Linked DNA regions of Mus musculus: all the other regions are linked to region 4. Evidence: chromatin contacts called from public HiChIP or PLAC-seq and capture Hi-C data. All regions are on one chromosome and are shown on one strand. The core of a region is the stretch at or near the end of the contact, and the rest is flanking DNA. Distances in the headings are between cores, read along the strand shown.

Region 1 (2,700 bases), core at 45-2,544, 390 kb after region 4:
GTTAAATGCACTCCTTTTAACCACTCTTGGTTGGCTCCTCTTGCGGAGGACTAGGCTTTGAGTCCCAGCACCCACAAAGCAATTCACAACCATCTTTCCTGCCCATTTCCCAGAGGATCTAAAGCCTTCTGTTGGCCTCCTCGGGCACCAGGAACGAATGAGGTGCATAGACATAATGTAAGCAAACCCCCATGAACGTTTTATTATATAAAAGAAGAAATGCACTTGCACATTTCTTATCTCAATTACCTGTTTTAAAAATCCTTTCAAAAAACTCTTAAACAGGATGTGGTAGAATACTTCCTTAATTCAGAAGTTTAATGTCATCTTGAGCTACCTAAAGAGTTTCGGGCCAATCTCACTTTGGTCAGTTTGTGCTTTCTTAATATTTGGATTTGAGATTGTGTCTCCCTATGTAGCCTGCACGGAAGATGCAGTCCAACCAGCTGTGCGGAGCTCCTGTCCAGCACTAATACTGACCGTCACTTTGGTTAAAAGCTCAAAATCTGAGCCAACGGTGAATAGACTGAAACTACAGAAATGGCTCAACGGTAAACTGCATCCTAATAAGATTTTGTAAGGTAAAGACAAAAAAGGAAACGAAAAGAAAAATTGTGGCGCGGAAGGGTTGTACGGGGCGGGGTATGGACGTTAATACTGTCTCACCGGTCATTCCAATCGTCCCCTCGCCGTCTTTCATCCCTTTCCCGGGAACGGTCATAATCGCTGCGCTCTCTTCGAAATTTGTCCCTGCGTCTTCGGTCGTATTCATCATCACTGTCACCCATGGTGCTGTCAGAGGAGGCCTGGGGCCCGGCGGCGGGTAGACACGGTGATGATGAACAAGGACCAGAGGAGGGACAATCCCCCGGGGACAGCACGCCCGCCTCCCTCCCGCCGAGGCCGGCCTGCCATCCCGGGCAGGGCGATCGCTCCGACAGTTTCACTGTCCCCACGGATTCCCCCTCGTCCACCCCCGAAGCCCCCGGGCACGGTCCTCTCCTCGCAATCCCGCCGCCCGGGCCTTTCCTTCCCCTCCCCCACCTGGCAGCGGTCGGGGCCGTTGGAAGCGCGCGCCGGCGGGCTTGTTTTCCGGGCGGACCGGAACGAGCGACAATGGACCACAAAGAGGGTTGGAAGGAGACGCTGGGATTCTCAGCCCGGAGACGAAGGGGAAGAGAAGAGCGGGACCGCGGGGGGGGGGGGGGGGCAAGGAGGCGCGCGCGCGTCCTACGTCACTCCCGGAGCTCGGCCTCCAACTACAAAACAAGACCCCCGGACCAAACTAAAACTCCGAGATTAAAAGAATGACGGGAAGAGGGTGGAGACGCGGAAGTCTCGCGTGGTTTTGCGACAAAATCGCCCCAGCTTCTCGGAGCTACGGAAGTTGAGCTGGGCCAAGCCAGGCCTTCTGAACGTGCTCGTGCCTACTTGAAAAGGAGGGCACTGGAGAAGTTAAGTGTCACTCCCGTAAGGTATCCTGGGTAGGAGCTAGTTTGCATCCAAAGGTTGCTTTGCAATAGCCCTGGGCTGGGGCACCTCTTGACCTCCTCAAGGGCGGATTTGCTATCGAGGGGTTTGGGGACGATGGATGTCTAGGGAATAATTCATAGAAGCAACCATTTTAGAGGCATCTCCTCCCACCATTTTCTCCTGCAAAAAAATACAGTATGTGCTACTTATAAAATGCGTTCTTCCTGCTTGTCTTGGACAGAGGAGCCTAATACTCATGCAAAAGTGTAAACCTCGATCTTAATGCCCAGTTCTTTAATGGGAGTCTTTACATTGCAGTCTGGAAACAACCACCAGGATCCACTAGTTTCCAGTTGAAATCCCTAAGATAACAGTAAGCCCTTTTCCATGAATAGAATACTAAGCTAAACAAGGGAGCATGCCACTGTCTTGCTCCCAGAAAAGAATGAAAAATCCCAGCATCTAATAAGGTGTATTTACAAGGGGGCATTTTAAAAACTTAGCAGACAGTTACGTTGGCACAGGCGTAACCCGAGTTACTCAGTAAGTCAAAGCAGAATCAAATTCAGGGGTTGCAAAATGAGTTCAAAGCCAGCCTTGACAATTTTCTAAAACCCTTTCTCAAAAACATTTTCCAAAGAGGCCGGTCCAGTGTGTAAGAGCACTTCCTGGTCTTGCAGAAAATCAGAGTTGGAGTCCCAGCTCCCATGTGGCTGGCTGCTCACAGACTGTTAACTCCAGTGCCTAGGGAACTGACACCTCTTCTGGTCTGCAAGGGCACTGCACTCAGATGCACACACACCCACACACTGATACACAGATACATATACTCATCATTTTGTTCCAAAACAAGGTTTCTGTGTACCCCATGGCTGGCCTGGAACTCCCCTTGTAGACTAGGTTGGCCTCAGACTGAGAGATCTTCCTGTCTCTGCCTCCTGAGTACTGGGATTTAAGTCTTGCAACCAGCTCATACACACGTAATTCAAGAAGATGGGAGCATGGTGGCGCTCACCTCTAATCCCAGCACTCTGGTGGCAGAGGCAGGCAGATCTCTGAGTTGGAGGCCAACCTAGTCTACAAAGGGAGTTCCAGGCCAGCCAGGCAGGGCTACACAGAGAAAGAAGGCCCCGTCTCAAGAAAGAAGTAGAGGAGGAAGAGGAGGGAAGCAATGAGAGTCGTACAGCTCAATGATAGAATGCTTGCCTACCGTATGACAGGACCTGG
Region 2 (2,700 bases), core at 64-2,563, 430 kb after region 4:
CCCGGAGCGGGACCCAGGCAGGGCTGTGAGGAAGGGCAGGGGGTGGGGAGCACTACTTGCGCCAGGAAGATAAGTGCACGGGGACAAAAGGCCATCACGGGTCTCCCGCGCCCGCTGGTGTGTGTGTGCGCGCAGGCGGACAAGAGGTCATCACCGGTCTCCCGCGCCCGCTGGGGTGTGTGTGTGCGCCCTTAGGGTATTTGGCAGACTCCCAGGTGCCCCAGACTCCTACCTCAGAGTTTCCAGACCCTGTACTAATTACCTTAAATTAAAGTCTCCTTACCGCAGCCCTTAAAGGACCGACTTCGGGAACAGCACCTCTCTCATCCAACCATCCCGTGCCCCACACTCACAGTGCCCTGATGTAGATAGGAGGCCGTCTTTCCTGGACCCTCCCCTCAAACTGATGGATGAGAGGGGGTGCTAGCAAATGAGAGGAAGGGCCCTCCCAGCCATCCCGAGGGCCCCCAGGAGCCAGACAGGAAACAGCCTCAGGAAAGAGCCACAACGGTCCCTACCCCCGCCTTGGAGGTCAAGGCTGCAGGCGGCGGGGAAGTGTCCCCCTCCTTTAAAAAAATGAAATGAGGTGTTACGGAGATCCCTCACCCTCTCTGACACGCCTGCCTTTTATTTACATTTTCTATACTTTGGGTTTCAAACCACTTTCTCCAGCGTTAGGCTGCGCGCTCAGTGGATCTCCAGGACTTAACGAGCACGCACTGATTGTGTGAGCGCTCTCTCCGGAGATAGACAAGCTGGGATTATTGCTTGAGGAACGGAGGTCTGTTGGGAAGCTCTCCATACCCAAATGCAAAGTTTTAACCTTCTCCTCCCAAATGCAATCCCCTGCTCCAACTAGGTGGCAGGGGGCGCATCCAGATGTGGAATCTCAGGTCCCGCTGCAAGGTCAAAGCAGGCTTTGTGTGGGGGCATTCACATTTACGCACACATCTGTGAGGCCTGGTAGGTTCAGGTCAGTCCTGAGGATTCCTGGGCTACTGCCCCAACATGCACAATCAGGGGTAGTAGGCATGGGACACCCAGCACCCCTGGACAGTCCCTAAGTTCCACACATGCCGCCCCTCCCCCTCTTGCAAACTTTCTCCTAACTTCCCGACAGGCTCAGTTCGGGCGGCCCCCCCTCTCATGAATTATTCAGCAGCATAGGAGCCAATCAGCTCCCCGTGCACCCCCCCCTCCCAGAGAAACCCGGGCTCCAGGGTGTTGGGAGATGGGGCGGGGGGAAACTCTGACATGGGACTGTCTCCGCCTCCTATGCGCCCCTCCCTCCTAGGCCAGGCGCCGCCCGACTCAGTCTCGACTCGGCCCAGCCCTGGCCCAGCCTGTTTCCCTCCCTCCTGCTCGGTTCCCACTTTGGTTTCCACCTTCCTTGACCGCGACCGGCGCACTAACCCCGGCGGCGCGACATCCACCAACCACTCCAGGGAGCGAGAGAGACCGCGAGCAATCGGCCCACCCCAGCCAGCCAGGGCGGGACCCCCGAAGCCCCGAAGGGACCCCTAACTCTCAGCCACGTCCCGATCTCCGCCCGCCCAGCGACGGCCACTGCCAGGACGTCCCCCCTCAAGGCTGGCCTCCCCGCGCGCGCGCGCTGCGGCGGGGACGTGGGGGCCGCACCTGAGCGCGGGTGCCTGGCGCGCCCGCATGGGCCATCGTTGAGAGGCCCTCGACGGAAAGTCCCAGCAGCAGAGTCGGTGTGCACCCGCCCAGGGGAGGGTCAGACCTGGGGGGGCCAGGGCCCCCCAAACTCGGATCGCATTCAGCCAAAGTGAGGCGGCGCCATGGAGCTCCGAGCGCTGCTGTGCTGGGCTTCCCTCGCCACTGCTTTAGAAGGTGAGTTTTCTTGGGGTGCCCCCTGTTCTTGGGGTCCCCCAAAGTTGTGCCTCAGAGTGCAAAAGCTGGTCTCTCCCTATCCCAACTCCGGTACCCCTTAAACACTTCGGACCAATAGCACTAGAACGGGAGGGGGCGGGGAGGAGGCGGCCTGGCGGGGAGTGGGGTTTTTCTTTTGTTTGGGAAAGAGATGGAGTCGAGAGCTCAGACCCGGGACCTTCCCTTACCCAGCCTTCTAAATTCTCAGTCCTGATGCCAAAGGCCCATGACAGCCTTCCTTTTCCTGTCCACCCTAATGTTCAAAACTATCCCCCAAAGTTTTTATCCTCTCTCCACCTCTGGCTAAACTCCAGGGGAAAGTTCCTGAAGGGGCACTTGCAGGCGAGGCAGACCCCAGCTAGGCCGTAAAGCGACCCCCACCTCTGGTTCCCTAGCGTTCATTCACACCTGGACTCCACACCCCAGTCAGGATGGCCCCATCTGCAGCCCCACTCTCCAACTCCCAAATGGCTGGCCAGGCTACTGACCTCGTGCAGACTCTTTTCTTGTTTTTCTCAAGGCTGTACCCCAACCTTTTACATGCCATTTAGACCTCAACTTTTCCCAAGGCTGAGGCTTTCTTCCAGCCATGCAAGCCCGCAGAAACTGCCTAACACCGGCCTGTGTCGCCCTAATTCACCCCAGCTGGCCGCCTCCTAGCCCGCCTCAGATTTCTGGTTTTTTTTTTTTTTTTCCTTCTGTATTCCTCTCCAAATGCCTCTTCAGATCTGTGAGCCCCTAACTCCACAGTCCCTCTTGGGGCTGCACAGGACTCATAACCCCCTTTCCTGCCTCCCTAATCTCTTT
Region 3 (2,700 bases), core at 23-2,522, 370 kb after region 4:
GGGGGATGTCGCAGTTTGGAGAGATGAAAATCGCATATCTGGGAGAGGTTGGACTCTGCGCTGGTATCTTCTGGGGACCAGCCTTTTGCAAGACAGCGCGCCTTTGCCCCTTGCTCGGAGGAAGTGACTGATGAGTGATGAGTGTCTGGGGCTCGAGGGAAAGCTCCCGGCGTCCACAGCGAGCATGCGTGCACGTGTCCCCCTACCCCCCATAGATCCACGCAGCGCCCCATATCGCGTGCGCGCACGCACGTCCCCACGCTCTCGCGTGCAGGCCAGTCGCCCACGCAGCAGCGGCCCGCAGGCTCCAGAGCCAGATGCCCCCACCCACCCCGTGAGCCAGTTGTCTCTTTCATGTAGTGATCTCGCGTGGGCACAAAACTGCACACTTCCCACAGTCACTAAGGTGCAGCTAGGTGGGAGACTCCCTAGAAGGCTGGGCGTGTGGTCTAAGGGACTCCCAAACAGGCTGGGGGCTCCAAGTGTAGGCCGCTCCCACCTGCTAGCCACAACAACCAATGAAAGCTTGGCCCGGTGATGTCATGGACCAGCCGGACCCTTGTGATGACAGCCGGAGGTCACCGGTCAGGGGAATTAGCTCAAGCCCACCCTCGGGGGTTCCGGAAGTTTCCAGAGCTGCAGCAGAGTGCATTGTAGCATCTCCCCACAGCCTTCTGCTTGCCACTATGTGGTCTGGCTTCTCAGCTGTCCCCGTGTCACCTCTTCTTGCCCACAGGGGTCTTTTCCTATAAGGGAGAGCCTGTGTTTCTGTTATTTGTTCCTACAGGTGTTCTTTCGTCTCCACAGAGATGTCCCACGTCATCTTTTCTACCAGTGTCAGCTGAAGGGGGTCCTCAGTCAGGCTTTCTCGTGTCTCTTCTCTTATTACCCTGCCCCAAGCTTTGTCCTGGTTACAGATGCCAAATATTAGGCCTCTGATCTTTCTGGATTAGAGCTGTCAGTGTGTCCTTCCGTCCGTGAAAGGCGACCGGTCTGTCTGTGACTTGTCACCGCAGGAGACTGTCGCCTGCGTGAACGGTGTCTGGTGTCTCCGCAGGCTGCGGTCCGTCTGTCACGTGGGTGTCTGCCCCGCCGCTGCGGGTCTGCGGGTCTGTCGGTCTGTCTGAATCTACCACTGGAGTGTGTCTGGGCTCCCGCTCCCCGGGGTCTCGGGGCTTGAAGGGAGGGAGGAGGGGAGGTGGCAGCCCGGGGGAGCGGGGAGGGGCGGGGGCGGAGACAGTGGGCGGGCGGGGGCGCCGTGCGGCCCGGAGGGGTGTGTGCGGGGGGCCGGAGGCGGCTGTCACTGTCGGCTCAGCCTGCGCCGGGGAACATTGGCCGCCTCCAGCTCCCGGCGCGGCCCGACCCGGCCCGGCTTGGCCGCCTCAGGTGAGTCTCCCAACCCACCCAGGACCCTCCACCGAGTCGGGACCAATCCGCATCCCGGGGGAAACGTGCGATCCTGGAACGATCGAAGCCCCCCAACAGAGCTCCTACTGCACCTCCTGCCCCGTGGGGCCTGCCTAGAGGGGCCCCTCCACTGCCTCGCACTCCTCTGAAACTCCCGCTAGCCGCTGCATACTTACTGATGATGCTCGCTGGGCCGGCCGCTGCCTCTGCGCTCCCTTCCTGCAGGGACCCCCTGAAGGCCCCTTCCCCACTCTCTTCAAAGTCTGGGGACACTGGAAGACGCCCCCTGTTTGGGGCGGAGCCCAAACTGCGCAGGTTACTGACATCCCGAATGCACCACCCCCCATCCCGAGGGCCGCGACCCCAACGTCCCTACCCAGCTGAGCCCCTTGCCAGCTCCAGGACCCCTCCTGCGCTCTCTCTCTCTCTCTCTCTCTCTCTCTCTCTCTCTCTCTCTCTCTCTGACTCTGTCTCTCTCTATGTGTCTCTGTCTCTCTCTTTCCCTCCCTCCCTCCCTCCCTCCCTCTCACCCTCCCACCCTCCCTCTAAAAGGAGGCTCAGCGGAAGCCCCGAGTTATAATTAGCCCCACTCGGGTTTCCTGGTTAATCTCCAACAACGCCACTATCCCCAGATCCAGGCGACCAGAACTGGCTGGGTGATGGGTGAACACCCGGAGGGGGTAGTTCCGACCCGGGGAATTTTGATCTCTTGGCTGGAGACGCCGGAACTACAGCAGCTGTTGCCCCCAAAATAGCGCCCCTGCCTTTGCTACGGGGATCTCCGGAGCTCCCGGAACACAGACGTCCTGGCTCGCCCTTCAACCCCCTCTGCGATGCTCACGATTCTCCAGATACCCCCACACCAAGGCTCGGGCGGGGAGCTCTGGCCTCTTCTTGGTCTCTACTGCTCCCGGTTGGCAGTGGAGGGCATTGCAATATGGGGATGCAATAGGGGCTTGAGTTCTGGTGAGCCCCACAAGGGGCGAGTGAGACAGTTGGCTGGAGTCAGGCGAGAGGGGTGCGGTTGATGTAAAGCAAACGGGTACCAACCGGCCGTACCAGAAAGAAGAGAGGCGGAGCAGGGTGGGGCAAGGTGTCGACTGGACAAGATTCCAAGATGCCTTCAGAACCTGGGACTCCCGATACCTTGAATGCCCAACCCACTCCCCAGAAGGCTTTGGCTAACCCAGGAGAGGCTTGGGCTGTGCTTTCTTATAACTTGCAAGCTCCCGAAGGGGCCACACCCGTCCGTCCATGAGGGTCCCCTGCACCTGTCCTGGGGCCTATACAAAG
Region 4 (2,700 bases), core at 163-2,662:
CCCACAATAACCTTGAATCCCTGATCCTTCTGCCTTCACTCTCACAGGCCGCCATTACCCATGCCCAGTTTATGTGATGCTACAGATGGGAGCCAGATGGGCTTCCTGTTAGCCAGGTGTCTACCCACAGAGCTGCAGGCCTCTCTGTTGCTCTTTATACAGCCTTTGAAAGCATGCCTCTTGTTTCCAAAGCCTCAGTGTGGCCCAGGTCCACTTCAGGATTCCAGATACTCAGCCTGTGAAAATCAAAATGAGCTCCGTCTTCTACATCTATAGTCTTATCAGAGTTTTGGTCAGATTATAGAACAAAGGCCATCGTTATCCAAACCCTCTGGTCAGGTGGTTGGCACTGTCTCTTGGGATCCCAGTCTCCTTAGTTACCGTCTCTCAGTGTGTAGCAAGAGAAAGATTCATACCCAGGCCTTTCATTCCTATTGTGTCCTGGAGTGAACATTTAGTTTGAAGGTTAACTCAGAACAAGCCGTTAGTAGTTTTCAAGATTTCTTCCTACCGTATAGGTTATTGTCTTAGTTATGGTTTTACTGCTGTGAACAGACACCATGACCAAGGCAAGTCTTATAAAAACATTTAATTGGGGCTGGCTTACAGGTTCAGAGGTTCAGTCCATTATCAAGGTGGGAGCATGGCAGTATCCAGGCAGGCATGGTGCAGGAGGAGCTGAGAGTTCTATGTCTTCATCCAAAGGCGGCTAGTGGAAGACTGACTCCTAGGCAACTAGGGTGAGAATCTTAAACTCACACCCACAGAGGCACACCTACTCCAACCAGGTCACACCTCCAAATGGTGCCACTCCCTGGCCCAAGAATATACAAACCATCACATTTATGAAGTATGTATTAATCGTAATAGCCACAGGTTCCTTTGGTCTACTTTTGTGTACAACAAACCTTAAAGGAAGATGGCTGAAGACAGGCTAGCCAGGTACAAGCTCCACTTAGGATATGCAGTGTCTGAAACGGCTCCGAGGGTAAATATAAAAAAGGGACTTTCTAAATACTATTTAAGTACTTATAAGGCAAATACTGTGTTTGAATTCTCCTTAAAGGCGTGGCTAGTAATCAATGGACTACGTTTCCCATAGCTCCTGTGGCAGCTTCTCTGCATTTCCTAGAAGGCTGTTCGCCCTTTGCTCTGGCCCTGATCATCCGTGGGAAGAAAAAATGGCAATGTATTCGTCAGCATTGTTTAAGTCAAATATCGTCTTTTGTCCTTTATCGTTCCCCTAATCTGGCTTCTGCTCCTTCGCTCGCTGGCTTGCAGAGCCCAAATAATCTGAGAATAGTCTCTGTGGCAACTACAACGGTTTCTAGGGCTACTCGGAGAAGCAGGAGGCTGTCCATGCCGAAGCATTCTGGGAGTTGTAGTTCTGGTTCCTTTCCAGGCAACGGCTTGTCTTGCTCTGCCTCCTCCCACACCAGAAGTGAGCATCAGGTGGTGGCGAGCGCGTAGACAGGGTGAAAGGTGTGAGGGTTAGCGACAGATCTGCGTATTCACCTTGCTGGTCACCGGCCACCACCACCTCGGCGCCAATGAATTTTCTGTCGCGAGCCCCGCTAACGGCTTGCCGCTGAAAACTCTGGGAAATGTAGTTAGGCGCGAGCAAGCTGTCGTTAGTTGCAGGTCTGAGGCGGGAACCGGGGCTCCTCATGTGTTCGCGGCTCGGTTCAGCCTTCCACGGTGAGGATTTTCAGCCGGGAAATCAGGACAAGACCTGGGACTGGATGCGCGGGAAGCCCAGCCCTGAGCCGGGGGGTGGGGGTGGGTGGGGGCGCAGGCCACCTCTCCAGTCCTGAAACCCCCCCCCCCCCCCCCCCGGTGATGTGACTCTGGGTTAACCGTCTAGTTCCTTCACGTTGTCCGGAATAGCAGAATGGATCCTGGTGATCGGAGCAATTAGGTGCTGTCCATGGGCTGGGGAGATGACACAGGGGTAAGAGAGCTTTTGCAACCTTGAGAAACCGCTCGAATCCCCAGCAGGGAGACAGGGACACAACCAACATGTGGGATCAGAGACCCTAGCCGCCAGCCTAGTCTACCTTCAAGTTCAGAGACGGACCCTGGCTCTGGGGAATGAAGCTGGGAGTAATAACTTCCTGTGGCCCCTGCAGTTGCACACGAGCTCTCAAGCATATGTCAGCATGCATACACCACACACAATAAGTAGTGATGGGTGCTGCCACAGCCACAGCCCTCCACTATTAAAGAAGAGGGAGCTGGGGTTAGAGTCGATAAGGTACCCCTCATCCATGGTCTAGCTGGGGCCGACAGACACAGATCTGCAGTACCTAGCAGTGTTTGCCCTCGGAAGCTTCACTGCTTCCTAAGAGCAAACGCGTTGATACTCCAGTAAATGACAAGGCTGGCGGGTGCTTTTGTTTGATTGGTTGGTTTTTGTTTTGTTTTGGGGGGATTTTGTTGTTTTCTGTTTTGTTTGTTTTTAGTCTGATGTTTGTTTTGGTTGTTGCCGTATGTATTTAGGGGGAGGGCATGTAGTGGTCAGAAAACTTTCTGGGTTCAGAAATTGATCCTTTCCTTTTGCCACGTGGGTCTGGGGGATTGCACTCATGTGATGCAGTGAGTGATCACATTTACCTGCTGAGCTATCTCACCACCTATCTTGGTTTTGTTTGAAATAAGGTCTGTATATGTAACCCTAGGCTGGCTTGGAACTTATAGTCA

What was found. HiChIP or PLAC-seq counts read pairs in DNA pulled down with a chosen protein or histone mark. Capture Hi-C pulls out chosen DNA fragments and counts their contacts.
Region 1: an H3K4me3 HiChIP or PLAC-seq map of bone marrow-derived macrophages shows a contact between it and region 4, with 5 times the contacts expected there. The contact joins the promoter of Srrt here to the promoter of 4933404O12Rik in region 4. A contact is called at or near these places in 13 of 39 promoter capture datasets (the 3T3-L1 cell line, the C10 cell line, the HPC-7 cell line and 8 more), 7 of 484 Hi-C or Micro-C datasets (embryonic stem cells, olfactory sensory neurons, peritoneal macrophages and 1 more), 20 of 115 datasets of contacts at active chromatin or transcription factors (the NIH/3T3 cell line, astrocytes, bone marrow-derived macrophages and 14 more) and 5 of 9 other capture datasets (adipose tissue, embryonic stem cells, liver and 2 more).
Region 2: an H3K4me3 HiChIP or PLAC-seq map of embryonic stem cells shows a contact between it and region 4, with 10 read pairs. The contact joins the promoter of Ephb4 here to the promoter of 4933404O12Rik in region 4. A contact is called at or near these places in 4 of 39 promoter capture datasets (embryonic stem cells, hippocampal neurons, liver and 1 more) and 3 of 115 datasets of contacts at active chromatin or transcription factors (bone marrow-derived macrophages, embryonic stem cells and pancreatic cancer cells).
Region 3: a capture Hi-C map of embryonic stem cells shows a contact between it and region 4, with 5 times the contacts expected there. The contact joins the promoter of Ache here to the promoter of 4933404O12Rik in region 4. A contact is called at or near these places in 21 of 39 promoter capture datasets (the 3T3-L1 cell line, 3T3-L1-derived adipocytes, the C10 cell line and 12 more), 3 of 15 datasets of contacts at CTCF or cohesin (the NIH/3T3 cell line, embryonic stem cells and stem cell-derived epiblast-like cells), 38 of 484 Hi-C or Micro-C datasets (B cells, the Ba/F3 cell line, the G1E-ER4 cell line and 21 more), 25 of 115 datasets of contacts at active chromatin or transcription factors (the NIH/3T3 cell line, SST interneurons, astrocytes and 15 more) and 5 of 9 other capture datasets (adipose tissue, embryonic stem cells, liver and 2 more).

What each region holds. Positions count from the first base shown.
Region 1 is chr5:137,306,380-137,309,079 of GRCm38.p6, forward strand. Srrt (serrate RNA effector molecule homolog (Arabidopsis)) reads right to left here and starts at 1,295. Exons shown (of 20, transcript NM_031405.2): 1 at 1,045-1,295; 2 at 667-806. The coding sequence starts at 788. It also overlaps the pseudogene Gm43013.
Region 2 is chr5:137,348,796-137,351,495 of GRCm38.p6, forward strand. Ephb4 (Eph receptor B4) reads left to right here and starts at 1,314. Exons shown (of 17, transcript NM_010144.6): 1 at 1,314-1,854. The coding sequence starts at 1,803. It overlaps Gm52791 (a long non-coding RNA gene), which reads right to left and starts at 1,257. Exons shown (of 3, transcript XR_003955817.1): 1 at 284-1,257.
Region 3 is chr5:137,286,982-137,289,681 of GRCm38.p6, forward strand. It overlaps Ache (acetylcholinesterase), which reads left to right and starts at 1,273. Exons shown (of 5, transcript NM_009599.4): 1 at 1,273-1,386. Gm42456 (a long non-coding RNA gene) reads right to left here and starts at 1,663. Exons shown (of 4, transcript XR_003955815.1): 1 at 1,584-1,663.
Region 4 is chr5:136,917,734-136,920,433 of GRCm38.p6, forward strand. 4933404O12Rik (RIKEN cDNA 4933404O12 gene) reads left to right here and starts at 1,413. Exons shown (of 4, transcript NR_015555.1): 1 at 1,413-1,698.